Linked DNA regions of Lactuca sativa: region 2 is linked to region 1. Evidence: chromatin contacts called from public Hi-C data. All regions are on one chromosome and are shown on one strand. The core of a region is the stretch at or near the end of the contact, and the rest is flanking DNA. Distances in the headings are between cores, read along the strand shown.

Region 1 (3,992 bases), core at 474-2,973:
ACTCATTAAATGTCATAATATGTAGATACCAGTAATTATATGCGAACATATGTTTAACTCTAATACCACACGTGAAGTATGTGGATTCTGCACTCAAATTGGAAGATGCACAGATTAAAACAGTGAGACGATTTAGGGCATGACAGATATAGGCATGTCCTACAATGAAACTAATCAGCTGCAGCAGATATTTTTACACCTCTGAAAAGTGAAAACCATAGATCATATTCATAACGACTTGACAAATTTGATAAAATAAACCATGCCATTCCACCAATCTTTTCATGGTTACCTGCCTGTGTCATACAAATGACACCCAATTTCTTCAAATAATACATAATAAATAAATAAATAAATAAGCAACAATCTCAATCAAATAAATGCCTTACCCATGTACCAATTCACATTAAGTAGACCAAGAAAGAAACAACTCAACATACTCTAGAAACCTATGCATAAACACTTACAACCTCTTAGTATCTTACTAACAAGAACCAAACCGTTAAGCCCATTAAAATGCATCTAACATTCCTTTAAGCTTTAAGTGCCAATAAATGGAGAAAGTGACAGCTATTAGTACCCTGGGAATGAGGATGGAAAGCCAAAGTTATCAGAGGTGAGCCTTAAACCCCTGTATAATACTGACCAAAAACAAATTTTAACCAGGCTTGAAAATCCTAACTTCTGCTAGATTATCCAAATTAACAATTAAGACCGGGTAGCTAAGTGAACAACATTCCAAATGCTACCTAAGGTATGGATAGATCAAACATACTTTCATGCATCGTAATGAAGTTACAAAGTAATTACAACTAGCAACTACCTTGTACTGTTTGGAATTAGAAGAGTCCCTTGCTTGTCGATCTTGCCAACACGAATGGACACGAGCGGAACACACAAGCACCTTGCAAGCAAACCAACTTCTGATGGCTCAAAGTGCTGTAAGAAGCGTAAGAAAAACAAATTAGGTATAATCATCAGCATATTACATTATATATTGCAGTAATCAATGATAAGCATGTCACATTATGTATTGCAGTAATCTATCTCCGTTTTCACGTTTATAACCTCAGAGAATTTGATGTTTCTTGTAACAATTTGTCAAAGACTACACAAGATAGTTTCTATCTTACACCATGGAATGATCTAAGTGTATAACTAAATCGAACAGATACCTGGCTCAGATGCGACAGCAATCGATCCTCAGTCACGCCGCTACACACGTTAAGCTTTAGCAAGGGCTTCAACCTCTCATCAGCACGACAGGCTCCCATCACCTGCATATCAAGCGCATGTAGCCACTGTATAACCGTCCCTTGAACGCTCCGTTGTATCAACAATTCGTCATCGTTATCTCCATCACCAACAAACAAATCGGTCAAACGTTCCGCAAGTCCGATTCTATTTCCGTTCCTCCTTGTCGACGAATCTCCGGAAACCGCATCCGTAGAAGCCTGACCACGAGACAACGATGATGAATCTTCCGGTGATTTCTGCTGATCATCGGCATCTCGATCACCAGATGATTGTGATTTATCATGATTTTTCATATTGATTGATTTTAGGTTTTTAACACAAATTCTATATTCAAAATTAACGATTCCTAACAAATTAAAACAATTGACGATTCAAGAACCTAGATCAGAGATCTAATCGGAGGTTGTTATCGGATAAATTGTATATAATAACTGGTACAGAGGCAAAATAAGAGAGATAAGAGATGATATAAAGATATTTATATAGGGGTTGTAAGAGGATACGGACTTGAAAAGGAAATTTAAGTGGTATTGAAAGTGGAGGGTTGGAGTCCGGTGGGGACATGCTGACGCTTGGACCAGATCAGCAAAGTAGGTCCATGCAGCGGTCTGAATGTGGTAAAAGATGTGACACGTCCTCAATGAGCCGACTATTTTGTTTTATAGAGATATTTTATTGTTTTTTATGGTATAATCTTCCCGCCGCTATTGATATTTATTTTTAGACAAAATTATACAAAATAGTACCTGTGGTTTTTGAAAATTATCATTATAAGTTTCTAGGAAAATTTTTTAACACAAATGATCATTGTGGTTTTAAAAATTTATACCATATGTATTTACAGCTAACATTAATATAAAGTAAGGGTTTATGCTTGTGAGTTGAAAATGTTATCGTTTCTTAAATAATTTGAAGTTAAAAAAATAGGAAACAAAGTTTCTTATTTTATGTCGTCTCTTTCATCTGCACCATTGTCACATCCAATGATGTCGATGATGGTGTTGACATCGACGTCCCGTTCTCTATATTTGTCTTTCTTCACAAGATTGTACCACAGTTCCTGTAACATCTTGTTTTGAAAAGTTTCTTATTTCGGGATTGTGGAACATAATTTGATCATGGGAAGGCCTTGGGTTTCAACAAAATAAGGTTTAGACCTTATTGGTTATTGATAATATTAGTTATGTGATCTAAGCCCTTGATTAATGTTTTTGAGCCAAGGGTAAAATGGGAAAAGTGATGCTTCGAACTTCTTGGATGAATTAATGATTTTAGTTCAATATGTTTTAAGTCAAAAGTAATTATATAGGGTTGTGGAGCTTATCATTATCTTTTCATGCATATAAAAATCGCCGAAAATGGAGTTGTAACGAAGAAGTTATGTTTGTTTGAAGTTGTAATCAATTTTGGTGAAAAACCGTTGCCACAGAGTGGTGAGCAGATCTTCACAGAATAATGAGTAAGTTGTCACGGCGTAGCAATTTCCATGGAGTGGACAAACGTTGCCACGGAGTGGCAGTCTGTCAGGCCCAAACTCATGATTTTTAGGGTTTTCAATGTATTTAAGTATAAGATTTCGACATTTTGCCCATTTTATGAGCATCCATTGTATCTATAACCCTTTAGGAGAAACCTTAGCCTCCATCTTCAAGATTTAAGCTCCACCCCTCTCATTTCTCCTCTTTTAGATGCTTTGTATAATATTTTAATGCAACTTAAAGATCAAGAAGGTTCTTTTGGTTGCTATAAATGATGTTTCAAGTTTGGATCCATCAAAGACCCTATATTTTGGGACTATTGTGAGTATAAAGGAATGATGTTTTAAGTTTGTATGTTGCATGCATGGAGTAAGGGATCAGAGTCATTATGGACTCGGATTGATACGAACCCAATAGAGTCGACTTGGGCTCGGAGTCATTATAGACTCAGGGTTAATACGGACCCGACTGAGCCGACCTAGGCTCGGAGTCAATATGGACTCAGGATTGCTATGGACCCGATACAACTTTTTTATATGATAATGATCGTTTTGCCCTTTTTAAGCATAATATAGTCCAATATATATCGATACAACTATGTGTTGTTATATATATATATATATATATATATATATATATATATATATATATATATATATATATATATATATATATATATATATATTAGGTGTGGTATTTGGAAAACTCACTAAACTTTATGTTTATGGGTTGTGGTTTAATTGTTTTCAGGTTTTCTTATATTAAAGGAGGGGCAAGGCTCGATTGTATCGCATCCATTAGAGATTTCCACACATAAGAACTTTTGACCACATTTAGACCGTTGCATGGACTTTACTCATCGACTTTATGAAATACATTTTCCACCCCTCTATTTTTTTTAAATGTTACTTTGACCCTCCAACTTTGACTTTGTAAAATGTCACTTTTTAATCAATTATCATTCCTAATATGCAACAAAAACACGTAAAAACATACGGCAAAACGCAGACTCAATTACTAGTTTTTATATGGATAAACATTTTCCAAGGAAAAAGTTTTTAGCTTTTATTTATTAGTAACTTCAGAAAAACAAAAACTAAACAATTACAACACCTTAAAACAATGTTATATATTTGAAACAATGATAATAAATTAATTAAAAAAAAACATTATTAGTTAACAATTATATTTAAATAATATTAATTCAAAAAATATGTTTAATTTTATTCACAAACAACCAGATTGATAAAAGCCATT
Region 2 (3,992 bases), core at 1,059-3,558, 200 kb before region 1:
CTAAGATCTGTCATGTAAAAGTTTAATGTTTCGAGTACCCCTGTGTTGCTCATAGCAAGCTCATGTAGCCACTCTCCATCCTTTTCTAATATTTGGCTCTCTTCTAAAAACAGGACTCTAAGGTTCCTGTAATTGCATAAAACTATAAGTTTAACATGTCCAATTGCATATAATTCCTAGAATCACAATTTAGAATAACAAAAAGGGTTTTACAGCTTGTTATGTATGACACGTAAAAGAAACAAGTATTAATGCGTTTGATATTGTATTAGACGAGTATGATCCGTTGACATTTGAAGTCAAACTGTTGAATTTTCTGACATCAATATAAAGTCTTCCAGTTTCAAGGAATTTAAATAATACCCGATGCTAAACGTTTTCAAAAGCTATGAATGTGAAACAAAATAGTCAAATGTAATCATGAATCTTGAATGATGGATGTAGAAAAGAAGCTCGACGACAAGAAGTAATTCATGCTAAAAAACAACACTCTGTTAATTGCTACTAATGGCATCAAATAATTCTGAAAAAGAATAAAAGAAGGAAACATGGCACAAAATAATGTAATCTACAGAAAATCAAAACCCCACCATAATTATGTAGAAAAATGCCATTTTTGTTGATTAATTATAGCTTTGAGTGCATTTCAAGAAAATGTCATAACCTTCTAGATATATTCAAGCATTCACATTGAGGACCTAACATTTCATCAAGGTCAAATAATTTCACCCAAATCCATCGTTACTCTCATAATTATTAATTCATAGAAATCAAGAAAAAAAGAATATGAATCGTTGGGTTTTAACAGAGATAACTTCTAAAGATGTCAAATAAAAGATTTGCCAAAGATTCACTCATCTTCTTAAATTAAATAATAAAAAAAAAAAGATAGATCATTTGTAAATTTCGCTACTAATAACTTGCACTCACAAATTATTGAAGCAGAGCAAAGAATAAAAGAAGAGAAGACAAATTTAACTGTATAACAATTTCCCAAAAAAGAAAAACACAACAGAGTAATCCAGAAATAATTTAGAGAAAAAGGTTTTTATACAAAAATGTGAAGATTAAACTCTCAATGAATCCAATCTCTAATGAGATTTTAACAGTTAAACACGTTATTAATAGAAGCCATAAGACGACAAAAATACCTGCAAGAGCGACAAATATGGCGAAGCCCATCAGTAGAAAATCCAGAACATTTATCAAGCTTAAGAACCTGAAGAACAGACCCACGCTCGCGGGCTAAGAGTTCAAGATCTTCATCCTTTACAATCATCCTTCTGAAGTGCACAGCTTTTATGCAACTGAAAGATTTCGCAATCTCCTCCACCCACGGCGTTGCAAACCCACCCCAGTCCTCCGGAATCAAGTTATACATGGCGGCGCGTGGCTTCCCTTTTATTGTCAAGGACTCTAGAAACGGGAACCTCCGTGAGAGCTGTTTAGGAGTTGCCGTGTAACACAGCGCTATTGTTACGTGTTTTCGTGTATGAGCTTCGAGTTGCCATAACCTCCGGCAGACCAAAGATATGGACTGCCGGTCACGTGTGTCGTGTATGTACGATAACACGCACTCGAAAACGATGTCAGACATGCCGTGAACTCGCTGGGACGACTGGCTGATGTAGTTCCGATCCTCCATAATCAAATTCAAGAAGTACCCTAGTTGGAATCAAAAAAATTACAAGCTTATGATTGGATTCCCAGAAAACCAAGTTGAAAACAGTGAGTCGGAGGGATTCTTGGAGAAGAATTAATGAGGGAAACAAACCAAAACCCAGAAAGATACAAAAATCCAACTTCAAATCAAGAAAGTTTTTTGAGATTCGTGACTAGATTACGAAAACTGGAACTGAAAAGAAGGATTTAGGAAAGATTCGTATGAGAAAACAAAACCTCGAGTTGAAATCAAGAAAGAAACAAAAACCGACTTCAAATCAAGAAGGTTCAAAGATGGATATAATCCGATTAGGAAAAACCAGGTTGAAAAGATTTCTTTAGGAAGGATTCCTTATTAGAGATAAAAAAGAGATGTAAACAATTAGAGAATTTAGGAGTGACGAGATCCACGAATGGGGGGCTAGAGAGAGAAAGTTGGAGTGAGAGTAAGGAGCAGAGAAGTGCACGGTTAGGATTGGGTAAGAGATAGAGATCTGACGGCGACAGTTGGAGGAGTTTATATGGGGAACGATAAAAATGGAAAGTTGTTTTAAGAGGCTCTACAACCAAGAACTTATAAAAGAGAGAAGACAGTTGTGAAGAGATGGGGATTATTAATGATGTGCCAAGGGTTAATTGGGAGAACTCGTTAAAGATTCTGCAACTCTGCAAACGACAAGACACTGTTGTGCATCAGGATAACCTAAAAATACCATCACCAACTTTAACTTTTAATATATAGAGTAAATTACATTTTTTTTTCACTTTGGTTTCCTTCCATCTTCATATTTGGTCCAACTTTAACAAAATTGATATAAGTGATCCCTTTTTGTTAAAATTATCTAACTTCAATCTTCCTAAAACAGTTACTTTTTTAATTATTACAATTTTTTTCTTTCTGTTTAATTATTTATAATTATAAAATATCAAGGACCCTTATCTCACCTCCACCCCATAAAGACTAAAATTGTAACATTTTTTTTATCAACCACCTCCACCGATCAATATCACATTTGTCACTCATCCCCGCCATCCACGATGTCCTTCGCTAAACATCACCAACACTATAATTGCTGTCACCAGTCAACCACTTCTGCCATAAATAGGTGAGCATAGATGGGTACCCGCTATAATTGTCAGGAACCGAAATCGACGGTTTTTATTATGTTGGAGTAAAAACCGGTTTAACCAATTCTGTAGATTTTACTGTTTCTGGTACTGGATACCCAATTATTTTATTATGTCTTTTTATAATTCTCCAACTAAATGGTAGATAAATTACCATAAGACATTTAATCTAACAGTATCAAGATATTTAAAAAGGTGTGTGATACTTATTTTCTAAACTTACAGTGTAATAATTATGTATGTATGTAGTAAGAATTTTTATAATGTTTTTTGGAACAATATTAAACCTTATTAGTATAAGGGTACAAGTTGATGAAGCTACACATGAAAAATTACAAAGAAAACATAATTAGAAGAAATCACGACGCGACAAGAAGGGGTCACAACGCGTATTCTAAACAGTAATCGAGTTACGTAAGTTGAATATTGAACGTAATGTATTTTGGAGAAAACATGACGCAAAAAAGTCTTATCGCGGCACGACGAAAGTAGATTGCTTAACATTAACTATGAAGTTAAGGAGTGTTGGATATAAAAGTCTCGCGAAAAGTCAAAAGTACGATGCAGCCCAATATGGATCGCGACACGATGACGTTGCAGACATAGAAATAAGAAATAGCACTCAGTTGGTCATTTTGATCCCATATTCACAAAAATACACACTTAGGTGCAATTTTCATACACACACACGTCCAACAAATGTGTCGGAGCTTAAGAATTTCAAAGATTTAACTTTCAAATCCTTGTATCAAGGTAAGATACCTCCCTCTCTTGATTTTGAATATTAATTAGATGGTGAAATTGAAAGTTCTCAGTAAAACCCTAAATATAATCTGAAATTTCTAGGGTGAAATTAGAGTTGAGGTGTTGTAAAAATTGTTGGGTTTTCTATGCAACTATATACTAGATCATGGCAACGAAAATATCAAAAAAAATTATCATAAATGTACATGCACTCTATGATCTAAGTTTTACTATTATAGCAACGTACTTTTAAAACTAACTTAAGAAGCTAAAAGATGATGGATTCGAATACTAATGTTTAGATAATTTGATTGTCTTATAGACTTGAACTCTTGATGCTCTTTGTTGCTTTTTAGAAGACTAATACCCAAAGTAGAGTACCTATAATGTTTCACATCCAAAACCAAGAACCCTAGAAACTAAGGAGATAGATAGATAGATAGATAGAGCAAGGTGAG

Evidence for each region. Hi-C and Micro-C count contacts between places; a contact is called where the count stands out from the background.
Region 2: a Hi-C map of leaf shows a contact between it and region 1, with 4 times the contacts expected there. The contact joins the promoter of LOC111901304 here to the promoter of LOC111901305 in region 1. A contact is called at or near these places in 3 of 4 Hi-C or Micro-C datasets (leaf and seed).

Annotation. Positions count from the first base shown.
Region 1 is chr2:218,983,809-218,987,800 of Lsat_Salinas_v11, reverse strand. It overlaps LOC111901305, which reads right to left and starts at 1,723. Exons shown (of 4, transcript XM_023897159.3): 1 at 1,176-1,723; 2 at 824-939. The coding sequence starts at 1,550.
Region 2 is chr2:219,183,985-219,187,976 of Lsat_Salinas_v11, reverse strand. It overlaps LOC111901304 (coronatine-insensitive protein 1), which reads right to left and starts at 2,308. Exons shown (of 3, transcript XM_023897158.3): 1 at 1,152-2,308; 2 at 1-126. The coding sequence starts at 1,645.